Linked DNA regions of Mus musculus: region 1 is linked to region 2. The links are chromatin contacts, called in public HiChIP or PLAC-seq maps. All regions are on one chromosome and are shown on one strand. The core of a region is the stretch at or near the end of the contact, and the rest is flanking DNA. Distances in the headings are between cores, read along the strand shown.

Region 1 (6,701 bases), core at 623-3,122, 250 kb after region 2:
TTAAAATTCTACCTGATTGATTGATTATCAAGGCCGCATTCAATGCCTTCCTGATGTAGTGTACAAAATGTAAAGGAGACCAGTACTTGCATCTTTATATCTTTCCTTAGGTTAATTGCTAAGTTTTCTCTGAAAGCGGACCAACTAATGATACACTGGAGCCAGGAGACGTGAAATGTCTACCAGGTACAAAAGAAAACATCATTTAAATCTGATAGCTTGTGTAATTAAATATGTATATGGAGGAAATCAGCCATGTCATTTTAAAACACCACCTTCCTCTTTTAAAATTGTGATTAAGGGCTGGAGATAGAGCTCAGAGGTTAAGAGCACCAACTGCTCTTCCAGAGGTCCTGAGTTCAATTCCCAGCAACCACATGGTGGCTCACAACCATCTGTAACAGGATCTGGTGTCCTCTTCTGCCTGCAGGCATATATGCAGGCAGAACACTGTATACATAATAAATAAATAAAAATCTTTTTAAAAAATTGTAGTAAAATCCACATAACCTTAAAGTACTATTTTAGGGGACTGGAAAGTTTGTACTGTTCTTTCCATTTTTTTTTTTTTTTGGTTTTTCGAGACAGGGTTTCTCTGTATAGTCCTGGCTGTCCTGGAACTCATTTTGTAGACCAGGCTGGCCTTGAACTCAGAAATCTGTCTGCCTCTGCCTCCCAAGTGTTGGGATTAAAGGTGTGTGCCAAGTATCTTGAGATAAGCTCCCAGCACCTGTCAGGCAGTGGGGAGCTGCCTGTAATTCTAGCTCAGGGTCCCTGACGCCCTCTTCCGGCTTCTGCAGTCACTGCACTAACATGCTCAAACACACAGGCATGTACATATAATAATTAAATTAAATTAAAATACTAAAACCCATCATCTTAGCCACACTATAACTGTCAGGGGCTTCCAGTCACCTACCACACTGCATAATCATCTCAATTACCTAACTCAAGGACATTTCTGTCACACCCATTGAGAAGAAAACGCCTGTTTTTCACTGTCGCCCTCACCATCAAAGGTCACTGTATACATAATAAATAAATAAAAATCTTTTTAAAAAGACTCACCATGTCCTTTATCTGGGAGAGCGTGACCTGCAGAGTGACGTTCAGCACCGCGTCCGTATCTTCTACTGGACGCAGAGCATTGGAGTAGTCTTCAAAAAGATCGCTAAACAATTTCTGGGCATACTTTCCATTTGCTGTCTCTACGGCTGTTCAAAGAGAAGCACCTGGATCAGCGTTTCAAAATAAGACCAGCTCTGGGGTCAAAATGAGGGATGGAGCCACACAGCTAGGGTAGCTTTGGAATGAGTGGATGAGCTCTTTCTTTCTTTCTTTTTTGGCTGGTCTTACCCACCCTGATGATCAAGAGTCAGAAAGAGGCTGAGCACGCCCATGTGCTCTTGTCTTTCTAGCCCTACCCCATCTCTCACCAAAAGGCTCCAGAGGAGCCCATATGGAGCACTGCGCTAGCCTCTCACCTTTGATTCCAGAAGCAGCAAAATACATCCAGCAAAAGGAGATGCAGGGATGGGGCCGGTTCATCCTTTCCCAACATGTAGAACGTCCCAGCCAGACAGCGAGGACTCCCACTTCTGTCTACAAAGCACCCTCACTGCCACAGTCACAAAACAGATGGAGACTGCCCGCCCTCCCCTCTGGTAAGCTGAGACTGTGGCTCCAGTGACCTTAATGCCAAGAGCTCCGGGGAGGCCGGTAAGCAGGACTGCACTTGGGGAGGTATCATAGCGCATGCAGTTGATTTGGCTTGAAGGCAGAGGGTGCCGAATCCAAGGGAAGCCGAATGACTGGAGACGCAGCTGACACCCAGGGACCACCCCTGCCTTTCTAGCAGCATTTGGAGGCGGAGGGGAAACAGCTGTAGATGGTTGAGCCTCTTCGCTCCCTGTTTCTGAACACCTTTCCATTGTCCCACTGGCATGGATGCTGCGGAGTAAGCAGGTGGGGATAGAGGTGCTGGATGGGAGGAGAAGTTTGAGCTTCTTGGCCATTCTGAGCATCCCTGAATGACAAGACTGACTAGGGAAAATAACAATTCTGTTTGATTTAAAAGCTACCGACCCACACCTATGCAAACGGCACAGCATGGCGGATGTACTAGTGACTGATTTAAAAGCTACCGACCCACACCTATGCAAACGGCACAGCATGGCGGATGTACTAGTGACTGATTTAAAAGCTACCGGCCCACACCTATGCAAACGGAACAGCATGGAGGATGTACTAGTGACTGATTTACACCTCTGCTCAGCTTTGCAGACTCGGAATGTGTCCATTTACCAAGTCAACCAGGCTTTTCCAGCTCTAACAAAACATGGTTCAAAGGCTAACCTAGATCCTATGAAACTGACCTTCCGACCAACGTTTTGCTGTGTTATTGTTCACCACAATGCATCTCCTTTTCTTTCTTTCTTTCTTTCTTTCTTTCTTTCTTTCTTTCTTTCTTTTTTAAGATTTATTTATTATTAGATCTAAGTACACTGTAGCTGTCTTCACCAGAAGAGGGCGTCAGATCTCATTATGGATGGTTGTGAGCCACCATGTGGTTGCTGGGATTTGAACTCAGGACCTTTGGAAGAGCAGTCGGTGCTCTTAACCACTGAGCCATCTCTCCAGCCCACATCTCCTTTTCATTGAAATGTTATTTTATATAATTTCATCCACTTTTCACATAACTAATTTTGTACACACACACACACACACACACACACACACACACACACACACACGTCAACTTCCAATTGCATCCAATTGTAGTATGGGAACTTGCCTGGGGAAGCTGCCTTGGAAACAGAATTAAGATAATTTGGCTGCCTAGGATCAGAGCAAGGAAATTGGATAGCTTGATTTGATCAGGTTACAGGCAGCTGTGAGTCACCCTGTTTCTCTTCAGGAATATATCCTCCACATGGAACAGACACCCTAGCCGTCAGCTACGTGGGTTTCTAATTATCCACCCACATCTGCTCTTTAAGACGACATTATTTCCCTCACTCTCCAGTCTCAGTCATCAGGTGACACAAGCCCTGGGCCCTAGGATCATGCGTCCTTCCACAAACAACTGCTTTCCGATCTCCAAGACTGCATATGCTTTTGGGGTTGTGTTTAATAGCTTGTTTTCCAGTGGGGAAACCAAAGTCCCGAGGTGCACACTGGCCTGTTTCCAGCATCTGGTGGCCAGTGATGGGATTCAGGCCACCTACCCTAAACTGTTATACTGGCAACAGGAACATGCCTGGCTAGGTTTTCAACAGTTCTGCTTTGGATGCGCAGAAGTGATACATTGTTTTCAGGCTAAGACTCTTTCTGCCTTGCCTTCTGCTTCTTTTATCTCCCACAGGAGTCGGAGCAGGCTCTGATAAGTGGAGCTCAGAGAACACTTGGTACTAGCTGCCCTCGTGGCTGCTTTTGGTCACTTGTGGTCAACTCAGTTCATTCTGTGGGTCCCTTAGAATGAAAAAGGAAATAATGATGGTGCAAGCTGATGGTCAGGTCCTAATGGTAACAAAATGCTAATTAAGCCAATGGTTTTTTTTTTTTTGGGGGTGGTGGTGGTGGAGATTGTGTCTTGAGGCCAAGATGCTAACGAATACAAACTAAACTTTTAAATTCTGATATTGTTTCTGGTCTTTCACTAAGATAAAGTACAAATTCCTTCCAAAAATCACTAGGGGAGGGCTGGGGAAATGGTCCAGCAGGCAGTGCATATGCCCCAAGCTTCAGATCTCCAGAACCCACAGGTAGTGCATCTGTAGTTCTGTACTCCTGAGAGGTGGAGATGGAGGACTCCCTGGAGCCCAGGGGCCTGCACTGAAGAGCAAAGAGATTCGGCTCTAAGTACAGGAGCAGCACTCACAGTTGTCCCCTGACTTCCAAAAGCGTGCAGGACACACATGTATCAGCACTCGAATGTAAATGCATGCACATGTACATATACATGCACACACAATATGCAGACACACATAAATCACACGGGGTGGGGGGAGGGAACGACCACCAAATATAAACTCCATCCCTCCATCAATCCCAAGTCATTCTAATCAGAGACCTGGAACTCTTGTTTCCAGGACATTCAGTGGCAGAAGAAATTAGTTGAATTTACTGTGTAAGATTCAATAAGGCAGGGCTGGAGAGATGGCTCAGTGGTTAAGAGCACTGACTGCTCTTCCAGAGACAGCTACAGAACACACACACACACACACACACACACACACACACACACACACACACACACACATATGTATATATGTGTGTGTGTATGTATATGTATGTATAATCTTAAAAAAAAAGATTCAATAGGTTTGAAAAGCAGACAGATAAGATAGCCTTGAGCCTTAGAAAGGATTGGTTTTGTTCTGTTTTGGGTTTTGTTGTTTTTTAAATGTGGACTTGGACCTGGTCTATAGCCGAAACTGGAAGTTCTGCTCCTCCTGCTTCTACCTCCCCGATTCTGGGATTGTAGGCATGTGCCATCTTGCCGGACTAGCTAGCTGAGAAACTTAGAGCAGAGTGCTTGGTCTCTTCATGCCTCCATTTCTTCATTTATAAAATGGGGGTGATTTTAACATTGGCTACCTCTTAGAGGTTTTTTTGAGGAATAAGTGAGTTACTTCATAGTGTTCTAAAAACACTACTTGATTATAAAACTGTTAAATAAGTAAAAAATTACTGGGGAAAGTGCATTCTAATATAAAAATATATAATAATATATTTATATGTATAAGCTAGAGCTAAAATATGTATTATTTATTTATTTATTTATTTATTTATTTATTTCTCTTTCTCTCCCTTCCAGTAAGACCTCTTCTCTCATTCCCTCTCTGGATCTCTGTCTCTGTCTCCCACCCTAAGTGTCTCAACAGACCTGGCTAGAAAACAGTTGCTTTATCTGACAATCAGCTCATACTTTGGGTGGTAGAATTTCACTCCTGCTATATTCTTGTTGTCCTTTTAAAAGAGTATTTGTAATGTGGATATATGTGTGCATGTATATGAGTGTGCATGTATATGAGTATGCATGTATGTGAGTGTACATGTGTGTGCATGTATGTGAGTGTGCATGTGGGCATGTGAGTGTGCATATGAGTTCCCCTGGAGGCCAGAAGAAGGCATTCCAGGTGCCTCGAGTGATGGGAATCGAACTGGTTTCCTGGACGAGCAGCAAGTGCTCCTAGCTGATGAGCCATCGCTCCAGGCCCTGGTTGTCATCACAATGTTACTCTTACTGTTAGCTATCAGTAGAGTTATTTATTTACTTGTGTAGTAATATTTGTGGGTGAATAAGAGATGTTGAGACAGGGTGTTATGTAGCTTCAGATCAACCTTGAGCTCCTGTGCAGACAAAGTATTACAAATGAGAGCCAGCATGGAGTAGTGTGGTCCATTTGTACGCTGTGCATTACCCAGTCTAAACCTATCATAGAGATGAGCAAACCCTTCCTGTAAAAAAACCAAAAACCTGAACAGTAAATATTTCCAGCTTTGCACCATCTGGTCTCTGTAAGAAGCGCTCCTCTGGAGGGTGTACTGTGAAAGCCGACGAATGGAGAAATGGATGAGTGTGCCTGAGCTCTGATAGGACCTTATGTACAGCCAGGCACAGTAGTTCTGATAGGACCTTATCAGGCACAGTGGCTCCTATGCCAGTGATCTCAGCATCCGGAAGGCTGAGGCAGGAGGATTGCTGGATTGCAGCAGGGGCCAGGCCAACCATGTTTCAAAAACCAAAACACACTAACGGTACTCAGGCCAAGTACACTAGGGTTCAGTGCTCCCATGAAGAAGGGACATTGCCTACAGGAAGAAAAGAGTTTCGGTACACACACACACTCACACACACACTCACACACAGTCACACTCACACACAGTCACACTCACACACACAGTCACTCTCTCTCACACACACACACCAGCATGGACGGGTACAAGGGTGAAGATGCACACCATCTTCTACACAGGCTCCATACATAGGAAACTTTCTAATGAAGAATTAGAAATACAAGGGGCTAAAGAGCACATGGCAGCCCCTCACCCCCACCCTGTGTGATGTGTGGAGGCTGCACAAACCTCTCTCAGCCATTAGAATGTCAGGGCAAGGAAGAAGACTGCTCCAATATTGGTTACACACCCAGCGATGTCTGGAGCTGTGTTACAGGCAGCGGTGGGGACCCCAGGAATCAGAGCCCAAAGCTGGAGCATGGAACGCCACAGCTTTACTGAGGTAGCGAGTTCCTGGGTGCTGTTCTGCTTCTAGGATTGTGATCCCCTTCCAGCCATCCTCCAGTTGTACCCCAAATCCATAGTCTGAAGGGAGCTACAGGACGGAGCCGAGCAAGATGGATGAAGGAGGGAGCCATGTTGCTTGGCACTGGTTGGAAAGCACCCTCACTGGTTGTCGAGCTGAGTGCACCTTTATTTCTTCAGTGTCTGAACAACACTCTTTTCCCACAATGCCTGGTGTTGCTAGAAGTGGGCAGTGGACTAGGAACTCCATTCTGCTGCCACCTAGCCAGGTAGGCTTGCCCAGGGCTTCTGAGCATCGAGAAGGAAAAAGTCAACTCATTTTTCTAACAGTGACCTAAACTAAGTGAAACCACATTGCCCTCTGCTCTGTTCTTTTTTTCTCTCACTTCATGAGTTGGTTGCCACTACAAAATGCTGTAGACAGCAGACATACG
Region 2 (5,983 bases), core at 997-3,496:
TAGTAATAAAGTTATGTGTTGTTGCCTAGCAAACCACCTTCAAAATGACTGGCAAGTTCACAGGGTCATAAATAGGGCAATGGCAGGCAGGCTGAGGTGACGGGGAATGGGGTGCTGTTGTTTTAGAACGGGATGATGGAGACCTTTGAGATGGATGCTGGTGTTGGTTACACAGTAATATGAATGCACTTATTACCACTCAGTTGTACTCTTAAAGGTGACTAAAGCTGGCCTGGGACGTGCTCAGTGGTAGGGTGCATGGTTAGCAATGGTTAAAATTGTAAATTAAATGCAACATTTTGGAATCAAATTGGGGGCAGAGCTTAGCAGGCTCAGCTCATCTCTGCTCTACATGTTATCTCCTGGGACAGTTTAACAAGGAGTATCCCTGTTGGTGGGCACTTTTAGCAGAAGACCCCTGTTCACTCTCTGGCTTCTCAGACTTGGACTCTCTTTACATGTGTCCTGTCTGTGGCTAGATGATCTAGACTTTGTGTGTGTGTGCCTTCTTTTTTCTATGCAATGCTGGGAGCCATCCACCTTGGTCCATGGCAGGCAAGGTCCCTCCTTCTGAGCTACCTTCTCACTTGGGCTTTAGGTTCTTTACAAGGCAATTAGGATCTAAGAAAATGGGATGCTCTAAACTCCTTAAGGCTTGGCTTTAAGTCCCATAAAATTAATTACCCTGCATCTGCATCTTCTTGGTTAAATGAAGCCATTGTGCTGTCACATATTCTACCCCAGAGCAAATGAGATAAGACTTTAGAAGCCAGTGGTTCCTTTAAAGCCATTATATGACAATCTCCACACACAGTCTCTGTATCAGTTTGTTATCCTGTCTCTTTACCTTGAAGCGCCTCTAATGGGGCTATTTATCTAAGACTAGCAGGGTCATGACATGAGGGTGGACTCTGGGACTTCGAACCTTAGCGTTGCCATTTGTCACAAGACCTGAATCAAGTTACTTGTCCTTTCTGTGTTTCTGCTTCGTTGATGAATAAACATTTAAAAGAAGGAAGAAAAGAAATGACCTGACTACTTCTAAAGTATGGAGAAGACTTTTAATGTAGCTATAAAGGAGAAAGCAGGCAGAGGGAAGAGTCCAGGGTGTACATGAGCAGGAAAGTGGGGGAGGGAGAGCAAGAGAGGTGCCACACAGATCAGGAGAAGCAGCAGAGCCAAGATACAGGCTGTTTTGTAGGGTTTGGGTTTGGGGAAGAGAAGCCCCGCCTCTGGGGGAGGGGTTTAGGGCGGGGCGTGAAATGATGGGAGGAGCCGCTGATACTGAGTGTGACTTGTCCCAGGTTTCTTTGAGATGTAATACTTGTCTATGAAATGAATCTGGTAATAGTATTTATGTCGTCATGCCGCTGTGAAGACTCAAAGAGTGGGTATGGATTAAAGACAAAACAAACAACAACAAGACCTGCAAACAATGCTTGAGCAAGGCAAGGCAGTACAAATCTGTAATTCCAGGACTCTGGGTAGCCAGGCAGAAGGATCGCCCCAAGTCCGAGGCAAGCCTAGGCAAAATAGTGAATGTCAGGCCAGCAATGGGGGACCTACTAAGACCTTCCCTCAAAAACAAAACAAGAACAAGCCAATGAACAGCCCCCTCCTCCGAGGCCTCTGCATCATTTCCTGCCTGGAGTTCCTGCCCTGACCTCATCACTAAACAAAACAACCCCGCCCCCTTACAAAACCGGTGTACAAAGTATGAACTATATAAGCATTTGCTATGATTATCGTTGTCAGTTGATGTTAATAAGCTTAAAAATAAATGTGGTAAGAAAGGAATATTTAAGAGGTAAATAAGAGGCTGGGAACTACCCAGGACCTCCCCGCCTCTTCAGAGTTCTCGCTTAGATTTAAATGCTGATATTTAAACGTCCGTCCTTTTGTTCTGCCCACCGGAGACAGGTCTGCATAATATGAAGACCTGCACTGAGTGTTTAAGGGCCCTAAGAGGCTAATCTGTACAGGGGTAATGGAGTTGATAGGTTTTAATCCATGTAAATTTGCAGGACTCCAAGGTTAAAGACAGGCATCTCCCCTCCCCTTTCCTCCAGATCCGCGGATAGCTGGGGCTTCTCCTAGTCCTTGGATGTCTTCCCTTTCTTTGACCTTAAACCTAAAATGGGCGTCTAAGGACCAGGAGCTCACTGTGCCAGTTGTATGGCTCTCCTCCACTGGATCGAAACAATGGCTGAGGTCAAAACCAGTCTTGTTGAACAGGTCACTGACACCTGTTGTTTACTACAGAGTTCTTTGTGAGCTCACCAGGGGATCTAATTCTTAGTTCTAGGACTACCTGGCTCAGCTCAGCTAGTTCTGTTAGCATTGTCTAAGCTCCGCCCCACAGTTACCTGGCAACAGCCGGAAGTGCCTGACTCACTATAAAAGGGGCTGCTTGCCCCACCCACCTCACTCTATTGCTTTCTCTTGCTCATCCATTCCTTCTCTCCCCATTCCCTAACCCTTTTTCTCCACTTGCTAATGGCCTGCCGGCTTCTTCTCTACTTCTCTACTCTCTCTGCCTTTCTCTGCCTCTACTGTCCTTTTAACTCCCCCTCCCCATGCCCTGATTAAACTGTATTCTATCCCGTGGTGTGGCTGGTCCCTCAGGGGGAAGCCATGCCTCCTCATGGGCTGCTAAGGCACCCCCTTTTCCTGCACCTGACGACACCTCCGTAGAATATAACTATCCCCCCCCCCCCGTCTTTTCATAAACACATCAAGTACAGTTTGCAGTACTGGCCTGGTAGTTTGGAGGGAAGATATATGGAGTATTTTATTTGAGCTAGAATGCCTGGCTTCACGTCCTGACTCTGCCTCTTACCGCACACAAGACCTTGATGGAGCCACTTAACTCTCAGTTTCTTCATCTATAAAATAGGCTTGGAATTGATCACACTATTGCTATAGGATTGACTGAAACCTCTTAACAGAGAAGAACACACAACTCTCAGAGCATTTTTAAAGAGGCTCCTGGAGGACTAGCAAGACAATTTAACAGCTAAAGACATTTGCCACCATGTCTAATGGTCTGAGATTCATCTCTCAAATGCATATGGTGACACAGAGAACTTACTCCAATGAGTGTTCTCTGATTGAATACCTGTGTGTATGTTTTCTCTCCTCTTCTCCCCTCCCCCTCCCTCTTCCCGTCTCTCTTGCTATCCCCCTCCGTCTGTCTGCCTGTTTGTCTATCTTGTCTTTCTCCCTCCTACCCCTCCCTCTCCCCCTTTCCCAATAAAAGCTTTTTTAAAAAAAAGTGGAGTGGGTGGGCTTCTGGGATACTTGGCTCCTTTTCCACCTCCTGCACTCTTGGTGTCTCATGACTTTGCCTTTTATCCTATACTCATTTTGTATGTCATATGAACTCAGCCTGGCACGCCTTTAATCCTAGCACGTGGGAGGCAGAGGCAGGCGGATTTCTGAGTTTGAGGCCAGCCTGGTCTACAAAGTGAGTTCCAGGACAGCCAGGGTGATACAGAGAAACCCTGTCTCAAAAAACCAAAAAAAAAAAAAAAAAGCCGGGCAGTGGTGGCACACACTTTTAATCCCAGTACTTGGGAGGCAGAGGCAGGTGGATTTCTGAGTTTGAGGCCAGCCTGGTCTACAGAGTGAATTCCAGGGCAGCCAGAGCTACACAGAGAAACTGTTTCTCAAAAACAAAACAAAAAGAACTCTGTCATAAGGCCTGACTCTCATCAACAGAGTAGAGAGAGATGGGAAATGAAATTATTCATGGTTTTGCTCATTCATGAGTAAAGAGAAAGCCCTCTCTTCACCATGCTCATAGCAGTGTGAGAGTGTAAAGGCCCACAGAAGCCAGGACACAGGCATGCGTAGATTGTCTTTCTCCTGGGAGGTCAGTGCTCTGGTGTTCTGCAGACTGCCCATTTTCACTCAGCATGGAATTTGCCTAGAGGAATTCTGGTTCCCTCAGGTACAAAATGACTTCAAATCTTTATCTCTAAGCTATTCCTCCTCTTCCTCCTCCTCCTCCCACTCCTTCTCTTCCTCCTCTTCTTCTTCCTCCAACATTTATTCTCTGGATAGTCCAAGTTTTCTAAATTTCGAAAGGCCTAACACCTCTGGATAGGAAGTGACACTAATTGGTGTGTGTTGGGGGGGGGGTCAGTGGGGGGCGGGGGCAGGGGGCAGGGGGAGAGAGGCCAGAGAAGCCAAAAAGTCCTTTTATAGCAAGTCAGGGTCATGCCTGACTATTGCTAGGTAACTGTTAGGCAGAGCCTAGAAGAAATGCTAACATTCCTCCATTTTGGTTTAATTAAAAAAGGAGAAACTAGAAAGAGGGTGATGGTGAAACAGGAATAGGATTGTCGTGACCTTCAGTTGTTTCCTGCTGACTTTGGGGTAATGTGTCTTTGGGAAACATGAAAATGGGGATGAGGATGTTGGTCTAGGCTTAGGAGAGTTGACTGTCTCCTTGCTGTCCAGGGTCTGTAGGACCACCTGCAGGTAGGAGGTGAAGGCCCAGTAGAAGCCTCTGTAAGAGGAGACCGGAGCTTCTGTGGGGTTTTTCTCTGGAGCTGTCCTGGATGTAGATTTTGAGTAAACACCTGGATGTGGCAAAATGCTGAAATACATATGCATATTCGAGGCAGAAAAGAAAGGTAAGTAGGTTTGGGAGAAAAACTTTTCTTGGGTGCACATTTGAAACTCTTAGGTCTTGGTGGTTGAGGGTAGGGGAGTCCCAAACCAGGGAACAGGGGAGCAACCCCACCCTCTGGAATAGGCAGCAGGTGGGAGCTTAGGCAACAGATTGGCAGGTGCGCTTCTCTGGACGGAGCCTCTTTGCTCCATGAGAGGCAGATCTGAGTGGGTTTCCTGGAGCTTAGAAGTTTACAAAAGAAATGAATCTGTTAACAGCATGAGCAGTCTTTAAGATAAGCTTAGGGAAGACAAAAACCTTTGGTGAAACAGAAGGGGGACAAAAGGGCCTTTTCCCTCTGTCTAGAAGACTGAATGTATATTAATTTAGCAAAATGAGAAGCATTTTAAGTTTACATTTAAAAGACAATCAAAGGAGACTTAATATTTTGACTTTGTGGCTATGATAGTTGATTATATAAATTTAGCATGGGAAACACCTTAAGCCTATAGTTAAAAGACAACCAAAGGAAACTTAAAATTTTAACTTGTAATTATAAAAGTGGATTGTATTGTGGAATGTTTTATTCAAGTTAGGCTAATTTATCAGAGCTCCATTGATAAATGTTACGATTCTGAACCTTTGAAGTCTCAATATAACAGTGGCATAAACAAGGGGAAGACATATGAAACATCTTGTATCTTAAATTAATTTTTACCACAGGTTAAGTTTATATGGTCTCAAGGAGCCTGGTGGCCACGCCTTTAATCCCAGCACTTGGGAGGCAGAGGCAGGCGGATTTCTGAGTTCGAGGCCAGCCTGGTCTACAGAGTAAGTTCCAGGACAGCCAGGACTATACAGAGGTCCCTAACCTTTATATCTTGTAATTACGACCTTAAAGTACCTTTTTAGATCTTTCATTTAGATCTTTATAACTTAAGCCTTTTATTTAAATATTTACCATGAGACACAGGGCAAATCACTGGGAAGCAGCCACTGCAAACTGAGTCTTCTTTTAGGAAGTAGTGGAATATTACCTCTGTGAAGGGTTGCATCTGAACTTGTGCTTTTTTTTTTTTTTTTTTTTTTGGTTTTTCGAGACAGGGTTTTTCTGTAGCCCTGGCTGTCCTGGAACTCACTCTGTAGACCAGGCTGGCCTCGAACTAAGAATTCCGCCTGCCTCTGCCTCCCGAGTGCTGGGATCAAAGGTGTGTGCCACCACGCCCGGCTGCATTTTTTTTTTATTATTATGAAGCCTGTGAGCAAGGCAAACCTATCTATTTGATAAGAGATCTGATAGTGTTAACTAGTTAAGGAATTGACTAGTGAGCTACTATGGTGGTGGATTACCTTGGGGTAAGGAAC

The links. HiChIP or PLAC-seq counts read pairs in DNA pulled down with a chosen protein or histone mark.
Region 1: an H3K27ac HiChIP or PLAC-seq map of embryonic stem cells shows a contact between it and region 2, with 16 read pairs. The contact joins the promoter of Chrna9 here to the enhancer-like site in region 2. A contact is called at or near these places in 3 of 39 promoter capture datasets (embryonic stem cells, hematopoietic stem and progenitor cells and neutrophils), 6 of 484 Hi-C or Micro-C datasets (all in embryonic stem cells), 11 of 115 datasets of contacts at active chromatin or transcription factors (embryonic stem cells and epiblast stem cells) and 3 of 9 other capture datasets (adipose tissue, embryonic stem cells and liver).

What each region holds. Positions count from the first base shown.
Region 1 is chr5:65,962,295-65,968,995 of GRCm38.p6, reverse strand. It overlaps Chrna9 (cholinergic receptor, nicotinic, alpha polypeptide 9), which reads right to left and starts at 1,872. Exons shown (of 5, transcript NM_001081104.1): 1 at 1,485-1,872; 2 at 1,069-1,214. The coding sequence starts at 1,548.
Region 2 is chr5:66,210,989-66,216,971 of GRCm38.p6, reverse strand. No RefSeq gene overlaps it. Among named protein-coding and RNA genes, the nearest start is that of 1700126H18Rik, 23 kb to the right of the region's middle. Within about 2 kb of position 2,246, at least 32 of the 459 cell types and tissues checked have an H3K27ac peak or open chromatin away from gene starts, as enhancers often do. A contact at or near this core is called in embryonic stem cells, epiblast stem cells and liver, where this site is marked.